Linked DNA regions of Zea mays: region 2 is linked to region 1. A link is a contact called in public Hi-C data. All regions are on one chromosome and are shown on one strand. The core of a region is the stretch at or near the end of the contact, and the rest is flanking DNA. Distances in the headings are between cores, read along the strand shown.

What was found. A called contact is a pair of places that touch in the nucleus more often than the background predicts.
Region 2: a Hi-C map of ear shows a contact between it and region 1, with 2.1 times the contacts expected there. The contact joins the promoter of LOC100281492 here to the promoter of LOC100285282 in region 1. A contact is called at or near these places in 2 of 25 Hi-C or Micro-C datasets (ear and leaf).

The regions. Positions count from the first base shown.
Region 1 is chr10:7,739,535-7,744,405 of Zm-B73-REFERENCE-NAM-5.0, reverse strand. It overlaps LOC100285282, which reads right to left and starts at 3,284. Exons shown (of 4, transcript NM_001372205.1): 1 at 2,426-3,284; 2 at 2,008-2,140; 3 at 229-313. The coding sequence starts at 3,132.
Region 2 is chr10:8,600,663-8,605,736 of Zm-B73-REFERENCE-NAM-5.0, reverse strand. It overlaps LOC100281492, which reads left to right and starts at 2,583. Exons shown (of 5, transcript NM_001368018.1): 1 at 2,583-2,687; 2 at 4,134-4,546; 3 at 4,717-4,804. The coding sequence starts at 4,199. It also overlaps a transcript of LOC100274707 not described here.

The DNA of each region.
Region 1 (4,871 bases), core at 2,035-4,534:
TGAGGGTAACAAATGAAATATTTCAGTGAGCTGATTCCCTGAATAACTGGGAAATTAGAACTGTTCTATTTCATTAGTAACAGATAAATAAATTCGACGAAATTAGAACTGCTATATTTCCTTAGTAACAGATAAATAAATTGCACGGTGAAATTTTGTGTTTCAAGAGCAATCGATGATGACAACCAGAAGAACTATAAATGTTTTCGAAGGAAGAACAGAGCATACCGTCCCGCAGTTTAGCTTGCTCTTCCATGGACTGCAACCGAAGCTTGAGCTCTCTGTTTTCGGCAGTTAAACCAGTTGTATCCCTCTGGGTTTGAAGTAAAACACAGTATGTCAGACATGACAATGTTATATAATATATACATGGAGAACAAATAAAAGGTTGCATCGTAAAATGTTAAAACATATCCAGAAAAAGGAAAAGGGTATAAAGATCGTTGGTTTGAAGTCTTCAGTAACAATACCCTACCAAATATTCTCAGACATACAAAAGGGAGGATGTGCAACAGCAACACGAAAATATCAATAAAGCAAGAGTGCAATACTATTGAAAACAATACTCAAATAATGCACAAACAGAAACTCCTAAAGTGAGAAATGTTAATCCTGCAAAAGTATATTATTAAACAATAGTTAACTATTTCGGACCAAAAACAACATATTGCATGACACTCAGCCTGAGATCATGCTTGCTCACAAATCACGATAAACTAACTATATTCCTTTGGAAGTGTTGAAGGTCGCATACTGGATAAAGATACAGACGGGACTTATACAAAAGAAAAGATAAAGGAAGGACACATTTCATTATATTGTGAAAATGTATCTATATCACATAGGCCCTATCAGTAGCAATAAAAAAAGTTGTCTAACTAAATGGTTGATTACTAGCCAAGTTGTTCTTGATAGAGAAATATCTACTATCTGTGGCCACTTAATCTTCACCTTAACACTAAACATCTGATTCTATCCACTTCAATCAAATCACTATCTGTAAATGGAGCATCAATGGCCCATTCATGATGGGTAGTGACCTATTGGTCCATAAGCACCCCCTTTTACCTCTAGAGACTAATAGATATATATACATTGAATCCTACCAACTTCATTTGCCATGCCACAAAGGTAATAAATGCTTAAGATATAAATAGCAAACCAATTTACCATGCCTTACTAACTTTCCATTACAGATCAAATTCCAGTGCACACTCGAGTCACAATTTATTTCCATATTCAAACAGCACCTAACAATATGATACATTCAAATACTAGGCACACAAGTATAAATGACCATACATAAAATAGGCTTTTGCAATATTGAGATATTTTTTCAGACATGGGTTGCGTCCGTGCATCTGTGCTTTGTTTCTGGCAAGTGCATTCATTTAGAAATGGTCAGTGATTAGGCATATAGTACCGTTCATCGCACTTGCTTCTATCCTAAACAATCCTAAACAACCATGTTCTGCAGCGAAGTGCTCACGAATGTAAACTGAAATGACTAAGGGGGTGTTTGAATGCACTGGAGCTAATAGTTAGTTGCTAAAATTAGCTAAAGGCATCCAAACAGTCTAGCTAATAATTCAGCTATTAGCTATTTTTAGTAAATTAGCTAATAGTTAGTTAGCTATTTGTTAGCTAGCTAATTATACTAGCTATTTTTTAGCCAACTACATATTAGCTCTAGGGCATTCAAAGTTTCAAACACACCCTAAGTTGTCGCAAAAGTGCCAGAGCCCAATCCCAATTCCCAGTACCAATTCATGTTACATGGCATGGTTTATGGATTTAATTTTAAAATAAACAAATTAATTGACTCAAAGCAGCAATAAACAAATGTAGCCCAAGCAAACATGAACCAAGCCCCCACACAGAAATTGACATGTACTATGCAAAAGCACACAACCAAAAGCCTATAAGAAAGATGAAGCTGACTTGCTGTAATTCTTCACAAATTCTTGTCGAACTTGAACGTTTTTAAAACAAAATATAACCCCATACCTGGAGCAGGGTCAGCTGTGCTGACAGCGTAGTGGCCTCCGTTTGCAGAGTCTGGACCTTCTTCTCCAGTTCACTAGTGTACATGATCTTCCTCTCCTTTGACCTCGCTGCCGACTGCCTGTTCGCCAGAATCCTACACGACAGCACCATCGGCAAAACTTAGCACAAATCAACAACCCCTTCGATAGCGGAGCCAGCACAGGAACCCAAAAATCGTGCAATCATTGTCCTTAAAACGAGGCACTAGGCAGGTAGCTCAGATGATGTAACAGATAGCACAGTACTTAACACTAGAAGCAAACGGTACTAAATTCTCGGGACTCTTGCTTGGAACGCTAAATTACTGTGCTGGATAAGGATTTTCCCTCCGAAATCCGGATCTATCTAGGAAGCATCGAATGCCAAAAATAAACCCCACCTCTTTGCGCGCTTGGGGTCGATGAGCGCGAGCTCGGCGATCCTCTCGGCGGGCATGGCCTTCTTGGCGTAGTCCGGCAGGCCGCTGGAGAGCGCCGACTCGCCCTCGAACGGCGAGGTGTCCCCATCCATCGAGCCGCTCCTCTTGTGGCCGGGCCCACCTCCACCCCCGGCGCTCCCACTGGGTCCCTGAAACGCGAGGCCCTCGAAGAAGGCGGCGTCGAGGGAGAGGCTCCGCGTGTGGGTCCCGCCGGGCGGACGTGGGGCCGGGGAAGCCTGCGGCGGCTGCTGCTGCGGATGCGGCGGCGGGGTGGGGTCGGAGGCGGCCGGAGAGTCGTCGGAGAGGGAGGGGAAGTCGAGGTCGGAGAAGAAGTCGCCGTCCGGGTCGAGGAGCAGGTCCGCGTCGTGGAAGCTGAGGAACGTCTCCGAGTGGGCCCGCCGGTGGTGCCCTCTGGCGCCGCCGCCGCCGCCCGTGGACGGCGCCGCCGCGGCCGGCAGCGGAAAGCGCGGGTCCATCTCAGTCGGCGCAGGCAGCGAGGCCAGAGCTAGCTCGCAAGCTCCAGGTCGCGGCGGCGGCGGCCGGCTTGCGGCGGTCCGGCGCGTGGTCTCGCTCGCGTGTAGAGTGTGTGTGTGTGTGTGTGTGTGTGTGTGAGCAGCGGAAGGTCGGGTTGGTGGGTGGGTGCGGTGCGGGTGGTGCGTGTCATACATACTTGTGAGGAGTAGAAAGAGGAAGCAGGGACCGCCTCGCCGGTCGCCGCCGCGTGTCCCCGGTCCACGGAGGCGGGTCAGCGGGGACCGGCCTCGGGTGGTGGCCGCTGGGGAAGGTGCAGTGAGCGCCGGTGGGAACAGGGTTCTATATTAAAAAAAAAAACTACTCTAACGATACCGTATTTTATAAATTTTAGTTAAAAAATTATTGAGCATTCTATCAAGTGACTCAAATATACTACATCTTAATGAGATTATCTAGAGTAGGTGCATAAGTGATCCTGTAAATATTAACACTAAACAAGACAAACTTGGTTTATAACAAATGTTAGCAAAAACTAAAATCAAGTTGTGATGAATAGAAATGGAGAGAGAATATCTTCACTTGATTGTTTCTTTATGATATGTACACAAGTGAAATACGAGAACTCTTTGAAAGATGATGATCCCAATAAAGTAAACACAAAAGATAACGATTTTATCCCATGATTCGGCCAATGTCTACTCCACGTTGTGGTGATCTTCTTCTGTCAAGGGTTGCACTCAACCTCTCTCAAGCGATCAAAAGATTAAACTTGGGTACCATGGTTTTCTTCCTTATATCAAGTTTTTCTTTTGAGAGGAATCTCCACAAGTTGGAATCTCTGTCACACCAGGGTTTCGGGGCACCAAGACCCGGGCGCGAACATAATCACCAGGTGTGCTGGTACCAAGTCTCACACATATGATGAATCATCGCACAGGATTGAACGTCACATCTTTACTATATAATCGGAGTTTTGTACAAAATAAATAAATAATTACATTATATGGAGACAACGATCCAGCAACCCAAAGTTGACTGGGAGACGACGACCTAGACCTCTCACGAACACATCACAACATCCTCCATGTGCCTCATCCTGCGGTACCTGTTCTTGACCTGTGGGGGGGTGGTGTGAGATAGCAAGAGTGAGCTCACATACGTTCATTGCTCAACAAGTTGTGGGGAATAATGTGCATGAACTCGCCAAAGATGGGAGCTCATGTGAAGTGTAAGGCTTACCAACGGAGATGATTGATGCTGAGCATTGCTTTTAAAGTTGGTCAAAATTTTATTAGCAATTACTAAGTATAAGTAAATACCAACCCAATTAAGTAGTAGAACAAAAGTAACATCATCACCTGCGATGCAATGCATATGACATATTGAATTTAGTTCCATAAATTAGTCATGTGAGGGTCCGAGCTGCTCATGACCGTGAGCACGGCTAGTATACCAGTTTTACACTCTGCAGAGGTTGCGCATCTTTACCCACAAGTCATGTTACCCATCTGCCAAGGGATCGCGACTTCCCATACACCTCTACCGAGGAGGCGAGGCAGGGTAACACTACGAGGCCTTTACAAAGTTCCACTAGCTTCAGAAAACCCGCTACAGTTTATAGGAAGCTCCAATGCAGGGTTCTTGCTTGACCGCCATCGCAGCAAAATCAACCAAGGACCTCCCTACACTGACCACTCCCTTACTGCCCTTGCCCCTTTCGGGTAAGGTAGTCCTCCACTAGCTTTCCTAATTAATCAGCCAAGGGCGTCCATAAACCCTTGTGGTAGCACTGTTTTCCCGGGTGGTCGCTCCATGTTCCAATTAACTTAATGATCTTATCATGAACAGTAAATAACAACGGATAACAAAAGTATAATCATGAATAATGTATCTTCATACCCAAAACCACATAAAGCACTAGCAAGTACTACCC
Region 2 (5,074 bases), core at 1,334-3,833, 860 kb before region 1:
GACATCATCAATGATTCTGCCCTCAGTCAACAGCAAGACACTCGCGTCTGTTCGTTTGTCTCTCAGAGTGGAAAATTCCAAACATCCAAGCTCTATGATTTCCTCAAAAAGCAAGATAGGGTGACGAACCCTGCTGCAGCCTTCATTTGGAGCAATAAAGCGCCACCGAGAGCCCAATTCTTCGCTTGGCTACTCACCCAGGGGAAAATTCAGTCCAAAGAAAATCTGCTGCTGAAAAAAATTGTGGATGAGGACACTTGCGATGTGTGTGGCCAGGAACGCGAAACTGCTGATCACATTGTTCTCCGCTGCCACTTTGCCAAGACCTTCTGGCTTGCGATTGGCTTTCACATCCCCAATGACATGACTGTGCAAAATTTGCACCAGATTGAACGGCCCTCAAACCTCCCGCAAAATGAGTTCAGCTCCTTTGTCATCCTATGTTGCTGGCAGTTGTGGAAACGCAGAAATGGTTTTGTTTTCAGGCAAGAGGCAGCCACCCTCAACCAAACTCTCCAGCTAATTTGCGCCGAAGCTGCCAGTTGGAGTCACAGGCATAGCTCTAAAGAATCCGGAGTAAAAGAAGCCTGGAATATGGTGTTCTCAAATGCTAGATTGTAATCAACTCTTTTCCCTGTTGCTCTCCCAACCGGATATATCCGGCTATGTAAACAATTCTGTACCATCTAGCCTTTTTGGGCTAAACGGGAATGTGAAATGAAATGGAATCAAGGTGGGGAACCTTTCCCCCCCATTATGATCAAAAAAAAAAAACCTGTACTGAAGCACTGTAGTGTATAATGTGAATATGCAGTGTGTGTTTACTGTGTTATATGTGTGATACACAGTAGTCGACCATTCCACCGATTATCTATGTTCTCTTGCTTACTATAATTTGTGTGGTTGGCAATAGAATTGCTGGCTAAACTTAGCAGATGAACTTCCCCATTATAGTAATAGTGTTGTCCATGATATATGTCTCATGAAGTCATGAGCACTCATCCTTAATTTTTTCGGTAGCAGGTGTAGACATTTTATAGCACTGTTCATGCAGAAGTAACACCAAGCGTCAGAAGCATTTCACATGTAGTACTGCTGTCTTCGCTCAATTTGCTGCTTGAGGCAGCCAGGCTGCTCCATGTGTGCTGATACTTGATGCGGTGTTACGAAATAGTACCTTGCTTCCACATCCAGGATTACCGAAACGAAGCCTGAAGACCGCAAAGAATATGCTATGGTGCATGCAGACCTTACTTGCCTATCGTCATGAAGCTATACTGTTGTCTGATACCATATAAAATTTCGGAAATGCTAGCATCACACCATTTATTTTCCTTGGTTTTTTTTCCCAGCTATTCTTCCCTGTTGGCCCCTTACAGGTTGCTGTTGGCACTGATAATAGAACATAGCACAGCAATACGATTGACAAGCGCAACGTTTGTTCGTTACGATTTTAATACGTCTGGCTGCGGTATTTTGTCTCAGGCTTGCTTCTTCCTTGCTATATTCTCTGTATATTGGACGGGGCCCATTTACTGGAACACTGAAGTATAAGGTGCCGTTCGGTTGCTTAGGTCTTTAGGATTGGTGGGTCGGAACGATTTCTAACCGGATTACTTCTCTAATTTATATAAATTTTGATTAGCTGCAACAATTCCGGGTGCAATCTGGTACAAACGAACAAGCCCTAAATGGGCGCTGGGCTCTAGCTAGTAACCGCGAATTATATCGAAGTAAATTCACAAAAAGCATGACACGGACTGCTATTTTTTGTTTTTCTAATATATATTTCAGCTGTAAGAGCAACTCCAATGGTTCTCTAAAAGACTTTCTAAATTAATAATTTAGATAGTTAACATGAAAACTATTCTCCAACAGTTCTCTAAATGAACTTTCTAAATTTAACAACTTTTCATCTAACCTCATTTTATCTCTGCATTTGGCAACCATTTAACAACTCCCTAAACAAAAATGTTGACTGCATTATATAGTTTTTGTGACTTATTTTTTATATGGATAAATACAAAACAAAATTACAACCTATATTTAGAGAACTATTGAAGAACTCACATTTTTTTACTTCAAAAGTCATTTAGCAACTTCTTAAATCTGTGATTTAGAGAGCTAAAATTTACATAACTATTAGAGTTGCTCTAACCAAGCTTGGTTGTTGGTCCAGAATTTCGGACGCCACTGAGGCTTATCTTCGTTTCCAGTACCATTGTGCCATTTTTTTATTGAAAGAAGAAAAAAAAACAAGAGAGCAAGCACAGGTACAGTGCGCATTTAATTGCATCGTATTTTCAAACCTAACCAGACGGGTCTGACTAGGGCAAACTTGCTGATTAAATAAACAATCAAAACCCATAAAAGAAATAAATATATCTGCTGACAAAGACGAACGCCCTCTCACGTCTCGCCTCACCTCACATGGGTGCCCGGCCGGGGGGGCGCTGTTGCGTTGTCTGTTGTGGTCGCTCCGCACGTGACGTACACTTGTCCAGCCACCACCACCACTTGTTCTTTCCCTTCCCTTCCTTCGCCTCCGCTTCCTCCTCCTCCTCCTGCCCCTCCCCCACCCCCACCCGTCGGGACGCCTCCCCACTTTCCCCTCCCCCGGATCCGCATGGCGCCTCTGCAGCCCGCGCCGCTCGGCCTCCCGTAGCCGACGCCCGGCCCCGTCCCAGGTGCGTGTCGAGCGGATCCGTGCCGCCCCTCCCTTCCCCCTTTGTTAACTTGGATGCGTGTCTCGGCGCGATTCGTGCTGTCGGACCGGCGGTTCGGCTCGCCGGAGGCGGGAATGAGGGTTGTTCAGCTGGGTAGACGCGTTTCAGCTCGTATCGTGGCGGGATTCGGTGGGGGAGGACGCGGTTCTAAGCTGTGATTTGGCCTCGAAATTATTTGGGATTTCGGTGTCGACTGTCGAGAGGTGCCTCCTTCCGAGCATCCTAATCCTGAATAAAAGGTATAATCATCCATCACGCGTGGTATGGGCAGATGCATGCAAATCTTCTATTGCGCGTGAATTTATACGTGGTCAATTCAATACAGTCGTGGCTGGGGGGAACCGAGGGCCGAGGCATACCATGTGTGCTGTTTTGTGCAGTTGTGCTCCGGCGACCTGGAATTAGTGTTGTGGCTGTTATTTCCCGCAGGCTCTGCTATGCTGCTAAAGTTTATATTGGATCTTGTGTGATGCCACCATAGTTTCTCGAAACAGCTAATAAATGGACTGCTGCGCGTCATTTCTAGGTTCACAAACCTTCTTTGAGCTACACCATTTCTAGGTGTATACTTATTTGATGGGTATGGTGGCATAGGCACAACTAGGGCTGGATATCGAGCCAGCTCAGCTAGGTCGAGCTCGAGCGGGCTCGTTAGGATAATGAGCTGGCTCAACTTAGCTTATTAAGAAACCGAGCCAGAGAACCAGCTCGAACTGGCTCGTTTAGCTCGCGAGCCAATAATAATAATATGCACACACATATATAACAATATAATGGATTGCTAGTTAATTTCAGACCAATTAAACATTAGAAAAGAGTAATAATACTCACAATTTCATATACCACATTAAGTCAACACCAAATTAACACAGTTCGTCACTTATTAGTTCATCCAATACAAGTACATGCTTTGTTCTGTTGACAAATGCTAGCTCATTCGAGCTAACGAGCTAGATCGAGCTCGACTCGAGCTAACGAGCTGGCTCGTTAACAAATCAAGCTGAGATGCTAGCTCAGCTCGTGACAAAATTGAAATGAGTCGAACCGAGCCGAGCTGGCCACGAACCGAGCGAGCTGACGAGCCACAAGTATTTTGTCCAGCCCTAAGCACAACACAGCATGTTGCTGAGTGATCCATACGTTTTTCTTTTGCGATGATTGCTGTACTGTGTTGGCACAAGAGAAACGCAAGAGGGGGATAGGTTCTCCCCCGTTCACAATGACTGGCTGTACTGATGTATTTGATAAATTATTTGATGAGCTTCAAATACTGTACAAGGCATGTTTGCAGAGTTTTGTCTCTGGGTTGCTGCTTCTCTGTTATTTTGAATTAAGCAGCATGTCTCTGTTCTCACCAGAGAGAAATTTCAGAGAATAACCCGAGTTTTCTTTTCCCTTGTTAGGCAGGCTCATCTTTGCACAGAGTCATTGGAGGAAGTTTGATGTTTCAGCAGTACTGTGACCTTTATTAGATGTCTTTCCGCAGCATTGTGCGTGATGTAAGAGATGGCTTTGGGAGCTTGTCTCGAAGAGGGTTTGAGGTGAAGTTTCTGGGCCACCGCCGAGGCAGATCTCACGGTGCTGTCCATGAGCTGCGTGATCCAGCCCCAGTGATCCAGAGCAGTTGCTGGGCTAATTTGCCCCCTGAATTGCTTCGAGATGTGATTGAGAGGTTGGAGGCCAGTGAAGCCACATGGCCTAACAGGAAGAGTGTAGTCTCTTGTGCAGCTGTTTGTCGGACCTGGAGAGAAATCTGCAAAGAGATCGTTAAGAATCCAGAGTTCTCTGGAAAAATCACTTTTCCTGTGTCCTTAAAGCAGGTGATGGTGCTCTCTTTGATCCTTATATGTTTCATTTCCGTTTTTGTTTCATAATTTTATGTTATATATAACTTGTATCTGGGAAGCGGTATTTTTAAAACAAAGAAAACCAAGAATACAGATGAACCACTTTATCTATACATTAATACTGTTTTGTTGGCCATATTCAGCCTGGGCCTCGAGATGTAACCATCCAATGCTTCATCAAAAGGGATAAATCTACTCAAACCTACTACTTGTATCTGTGCCTTAGCACAGGTAAGCCCTTTTCAAAGCATTATTATACTTTCTTTGTACTTGCTTTGATTCCTTACAAAGCATTACAGCTATTAGTTTTTTTGTGCTGTTTGTAGACATTGCAAATAACAAGATAATGACATGACCATATTGCTTGTTGTGTAAAACTAGACATGTAGCTCTGTCCTTGCAGAATAGAGACTTGCTTGAATTACTGTATGTATTGAAGGTACCATTTTACCACACTATTCTCTAGATTCGTGTATGCCTAAGCCTTTGGTACCAGCATAA